Linked DNA regions of Mus musculus: region 2 is linked to region 1. A link is a contact called in public Hi-C data. All regions are on one chromosome and are shown on one strand. The core of a region is the stretch at or near the end of the contact, and the rest is flanking DNA. Distances in the headings are between cores, read along the strand shown.

The links. Hi-C and Micro-C count contacts between places; a contact is called where the count stands out from the background.
Region 2: a contact with region 1 is called in a Hi-C map of B cells, with 6 read pairs. The contact joins the enhancer-like site here to the promoter of 1700084E18Rik in region 1. A contact is called at or near these places in 3 of 39 promoter capture datasets (liver and pre-B cells), 1 of 484 Hi-C or Micro-C datasets (B cells) and 1 of 115 datasets of contacts at active chromatin or transcription factors (embryonic stem cells).

The regions. Positions count from the first base shown.
Region 1 is chr2:30,236,237-30,239,070 of GRCm38.p6, forward strand. It overlaps 1700084E18Rik (RIKEN cDNA 1700084E18 gene), which reads right to left and starts at 1,395. Exons shown (of 1, transcript NR_028299.1): 1 at 961-1,395. Lrrc8a (leucine rich repeat containing 8A VRAC subunit A) reads left to right here and starts at 1,533. Exons shown (of 4, transcript NM_177725.4): 1 at 1,533-1,569.
Region 2 is chr2:32,136,696-32,139,529 of GRCm38.p6, forward strand. No RefSeq gene overlaps it. Among named protein-coding and RNA genes, the nearest start is that of Prrc2b, 13 kb to the right of the region's middle. Within about 2 kb of position 1,401, at least 337 of the 459 cell types and tissues checked have an H3K27ac peak or open chromatin away from gene starts, as enhancers often do. A contact at or near this core is called in B cells and embryonic stem cells, where this site is marked.

The DNA of each region.
Region 1 (2,834 bases), core at 145-2,644:
CCAACCCTAACTCTGGATTCTTTTGTGGACTAGCAGGGTATATCTTTCCCAGGGCAAAATGCTTTTTGGCAACAGAAAAAAAAAGCATTATCTTTGAAGTTGAAATTATTATTATTTTTAAAGTTTGAAACTAAATATACCTTAGTATGTGGATAAATATACTTATATCCCCCTTTCTCTTTATATAAATTTAAGGTTAAGGGGCTGGGCTGGAGAGATGGCTCAGCAGCTAAGAGCACTGACTGCTCTTCCAGAGGTCCTGTCACTGTAAAAGGGGGCGGAGATCATTCAGTGAGGGAAGGGTCATCTGTACAGCCTGTGTATATTAGTCAGCTGGTGCACACACCACTGATACCCAACTCCACAAAAACTCATTGCTGTGCTCCCTGCCTTTCTTCTTTCACGTAAGCTACTGGAACTCGTCCCATACTGGAGTACATGAAACACTTTGTTTTAATAGCTGAACAATTTCCCAACCTAAGGATTACTACAGTTAGCCTGGGAATTATGAGGACCCGGGAAGATTAACACACACACACAGCTAGCGTCTGGAGGCTTGGTTCTGAAGATGTGGTTTTATCCTCAGCTCAGCTCAAAATTCGCTGCTAACGTTAGGCTGGAGGTTTCCCGATAGAGAATTCCCCTCACACCCTCTGCCAATCCTCTATCTCCAGCCAGAAGCCGGGGAACCGGACAAAGAGATCCCCACCAGAAGCCCTTGCTTACAAAAGTCGGAGCAAAATACTGGATAAAGCAGATACTTAGTTTCAAAGTGACCACTGGACTCAGGACACACCTACCAGATTCCTAAACTCCAATACCTTCTCAAGCACGGCACTACCTCTCTCCCCTCTTCTACAAAAAGTTCCTAACCCAGTCCAGTCCAACGACTTCAAAGATCTCCTAGTGTGAGACAGTGAACTCGCCGGGGCGCGACTAATCGCCCAAGAAACCTTTAAATTTAGTTCAACTGTGTTTATTGCAGCGGCGGCGGAGAAGCCATTCAGTTAACTCGGAATTATGCGGCTTTTCAGGGACAACCGTCGCAAGCCGGACGTGTCGAGGCGCGCGTCAGCATCAGCAGGGCAGTTACATTTGCGGGCACCTGAAGAGTTTGGGCAGCGAGTCAGCTAACGAGCAGCACTAAAGGTATGAGGACGCTGGCCCAATGGCGATCGGAACCCGAACAAAGGAGGTGAGCGGATACTTGCGTCAGCTTGGGTCACTTGGCCGCTCTGGCCAGAGTAACGCATCCCTTAAGTTGCAGGGATCCCTGTCCCTTTAAGGGGGCTTAGTTCTGTCCCGTTACTTCCGCCCCGAAGTGGCTTGGCGCAGGCACGTGGACGGGAGTAGGGTGAAGCCGCCTCAAGCTTTCCCCTTAACAGACATGGCGACGGCCGGGATGCCGCGGGTGCGTCCGGCCGTGACGTCACTTCCGGGGCGGGGGAGGCAGAGTGGTGCAGTGAGGGACAAACAAAAGGAGGCGCTGGAGGAGCGCGGCGGCGGGCGGCCGGACTGGGAGGTGGAGGGCCCGGGCTGCCTGCGGGCGGCTGCGAGCGGAGAGCCCAGGTGAGCGGGTCGGGTGGGGGATGAGACGCGCGCTGTCACCGCACGGGACGCTCTCCTCGGACGCGCGCTCCGCCCCTTCAAGTTCTGCGGGGCTCTCGCTGCCCAGGGGCGCCGGCCACCCTGGCCCCGCGCTGGGCTTCGCTCCGCCCTGCCTCCCGCGGGCGCCGGCTCCGGTCTCCACCCTCCAGGCCGTGCGGCGGCGCGCGAGCCCCCTCCCGGGCACCCTGTTCTCCGCGCGCCTCTCACCCGAGTTTCCGCCGCGGTCCTCAGGCCGCACTTGCCGCGCTGGTCCCCGCAGATCCGCGCCCCTTGGCGCACGCGCCCCCTTCCCAGAGGTTCCACCCGGGGTTCTCTTGACAGCTCCCCCACCAGCTCTTACAGTTCTTGGCCGTGGGCTTCCCGGCGCCGGCTTCTCTTTAGACCACTCCCTCTTCCTGATCTCCCGGACTGTCCCCTGCTATGGGGAAGGGAGCACAGGCTTTTGGGACCTCAGACTGGGGCTCCCTGAACGACCGACTCCTGATATGAGAGTCTGTTTCGTTCTGTCCCTGTTTTGTGCATCTCTTGGGCAGGAGTGACAAGTACAGGAGGTTGTTGGTGAGCTGGAGGTCAGCAAAGGCGACCCCAAGCTGAAGGAACAGCAGAGTTCGGGATGACAGTGGCAGGGGGTGGGGGCTTGTTTTTTGAGATAGGGTCTCAACTATGTAGCCTTGACTGTCCTCAAACTCTCTCTGTAAACCAGGCTGGCTGGCCTCGAGCTCACGGAGATTCACCTGTCTGGTTCCTGAGTGCTGGGTAGAGACGTGGGCCTCTAACCTCTGTTTGAGACCAGGGTTCTTGAACCTGCCATGCACTGGACTGGAGTGAGTCAAGATGGGCTGGTTCTGCTTGATACAGTTGTTGTCTTGTTTTGAAAGAACACATTGAGTGAGCATTAGCTTTTTCTTGATGGGAACTGGGCTGACATAGTGGTAGTTCTAGGACAGCCACTCTTGTACAACCTCCTCTAACGCTGCCCTAGCTAGGACAGGGACAGCTTTAAGGATGAGGTGTGGAGGGGAGAGAGTCTTTGTGAGGATGGGGACACTTGTCTGCTGAATTTTGGAGACAGAAATGAGTAGCCAGAGGCTACAAAGTCTTTTCCTGCCTTGCAAGTGTGTCAGTGGTCTCTTTAACTCTGCCATCTGTGTTATGTCCTCTGAAGTAGAGAAAATGGCCAGTGCAGGAAGAATAAGTTGACCATTGAGGGTAGGAGAGGGGGTATA
Region 2 (2,834 bases), core at 151-2,650, 1.9 Mb after region 1:
ACCCGTTGAGCCATCTTCCAGCCTTCAGTCTGCTTCTTAAGAGATCCAAATGCTGTCGAGTTTATCGTTAGTCCCTTAGCTCATGGTCCCTTCCTCATGTCCCAAGAGCACAACCATCAATCACCTCTGCAACTGTTGTCAGCCCCAAGGATTCCACTGTATTTGCTGGGATCCTTAGTCACACCCGCCCATTCCCCACGCAGGTCCAGTAACAACACACATGAGCTGGGGACTAATGAGGGTGGGTACATCTTTCTGGTCACAGCTGTTATAAACTTTTGTGTACAAGTATTCTCATTTCTCTGAGGACAGTTGGTCCACTTTGACAAATTTATAACTTTTTGTTTGTTTGTTTGTTTGGTTTTTGAGACAGGGTTTCTCTGTATCCCTGGCTGTCCTGGAACTCATTTTGTTGACCAGGCTGGCCTCGAACTCAGAAATCCTCCCTCTGCCTCCCAAATGCTGGGATTAAAGGCGTGTGCCACCACCGCCCAGCTAATTTATAACATTTCTGCATGAACTCCTGGAGGCCACAGGCGACCTTACATGCCTTCCTAATAGCTCTCCACTTTTATTATTATTTTGTGGTTTTGTTAGATATGTATTTGATGTGCATGAGTATTTTGTCTGCACGTATACATGTGCCTCATGTTCATACCTGGTGTTTTTTTTAAGTCAGAACCAGGACAAACAAGACTATAGAGAGGATTTTGCCTTGGAAAAACAAAAAACCAAACAAGATCAATAACAAAATGTGGTTGGGTACGATTCGCTTTCTACAGGCCTCAGAACTTCAGACCAACTTTGCAAAGCCTTTGGCTGGTTACACTTCCCCTGAAGTTCCTCTCCTGCCACCAGAGACCGGTTAATAAGGCCGCCCAGCAACTGGCCTTTGACTAGTGGTGGCTAAGGAAAGAGTTCGGTGGGAAAACGGCTAGCCATGAAGGCAGGAGGACGTGATTTCAATCTCCAGCACCATGCGTGGTGGAAAACCGCAGAGCTGGAAAGGCGGAGACAGGAGGATGACTTCAGCAGCTCGCTGCCCAGACAGAGCGTGACTTGAGTGAGAAACCCCGTCTCTGAAACACAAGACAGACAGCCCGGTGTTCTGTATCTGCAGGGGACTGACTGCTCCTAGCTGCTTACTAAGTTACCAAGCCTGGGTTCCAAACTCGAGGAAACCCGCTGCGGCCGGATCCCGGGCGACCCGGACCGCACAGCAGCCAATAACAACCGGGCGCTGCCAGCCCCACAATCTGCCGGACGTCGCAGTACGGATGACCTCACAGCGCGTCGCGGAATCTCAGCCAATCGGAGCAAATTTCTGGGAGAGAGGCAGAAACTTCACCCAATCGCTTACCCCCGACCATAGCTCGTCCAATCACAATGCGAGACAGTAAACCCCTGCCCCTCCCCCCCAAAAAAAAACAAGAGGGGGAAAGGAAAGGGATGCGGCTATAAGGCCCCACCCTCTACCCCGCGATAACACGGATCTGCGCATGCGCGGGAACGCTGAGGCGTTGCAGGCTGTGCTATTCCTGGGTTTGATGACCCGTCTGTAGTACACTGCATGAAATATATATATATATATATATATATATATATATATATATATATATATTTTTTTTTTTTTTTGTTTTGTTTTGTTTTCTGAGACAGAGTCTAGTAAAGCCTAGGCTGGCTTTGAACTCCTTGTGTGTACGAGGATCTTGAACTGATCTTTTTGCCTCCTCCCCTTGAGTTCTGAGATTACAAGCGAGCATCACCACACCCTCTAGAATGTGATTCTTTGAAAATTCATCCACTCTATGAGCGTTAGTTTAAATAGGACAAAAACGCTTAGGGCATTAATCCACTTAGCGAGCACTGCAACAGATGCCCGCTTGGTTCTTTGAGGAAGTCAGAACAATATGAAATTGTACTAATATGGATTTACATGGATTGACCCTCAGCTGAGATAAGGGTCCCTGGTCAGTCTGTATGCTGCATATTACTGAAGTGGTTTTTTTGGTTTTGTTTTTTTTAGATCAGATAATCAGAAATAAAAAGATCATGTTTCCCTCTTTTACCCCAGAGGGTCCTTTTGTACCCTCCCCCGGGGTAGCAGCACTTCACTCTGCAGACTTTCCTTTTATTGTCTGTAGAGAGGCAGGCGCCTGGCAAATGTGTGTGTAAGCCCTGGAGACAGATTGCCTGGGTTGAGGCCAGGCCCTGAACATACATTCTTAGCTATTTCAAGCAAGGCATGTAACCCTTTCATACAATATCTTCTTTAGAATGAAGGTATAAACAGAAGCTGTCTCTAGATTCTTGTGAAGATCAAGTGAGTTTGTATCAACATGTTCAGAATGATGCCTAACCCATAATAAGCAATGAACATGGACATCACAACACTATCTCCTCCTCCCCCAGTGCACACCACCAGACTGCTATCTCCAGTCTCCTAAGCAGTTAAGTGAGGACCAAGGGAGGGAAATCAGAAAATCTGACAGTGGTAATTTGGAGATAGGTACCCATGGGGAACACCAGCAAGCTGAGTCCGGAGGGGTGGGTAGGACACACCCATGCGAAGGGAGTTAACAGGAAATGGGAAGGATTCACACCATCAGAGGTCCAGAGGTGAGGAAAAGCCTTGTGGGTAAAAAGGAAACAGGGAAGAAATGAGGCTAAAGAAGTCAATAAGGGCCAGAAACATTGCAGCCGCCTGGCCCGAGACTTAGCCAAACTGTCTGGTATTTCATTAGTTAATTCTCCTTTGAAAATACTAGAACCTGTAACCTCTCCTGAGAGTTGAGGCTAGGGCCGAGCATCTGGGAAAAGCCATTGCTCACAGC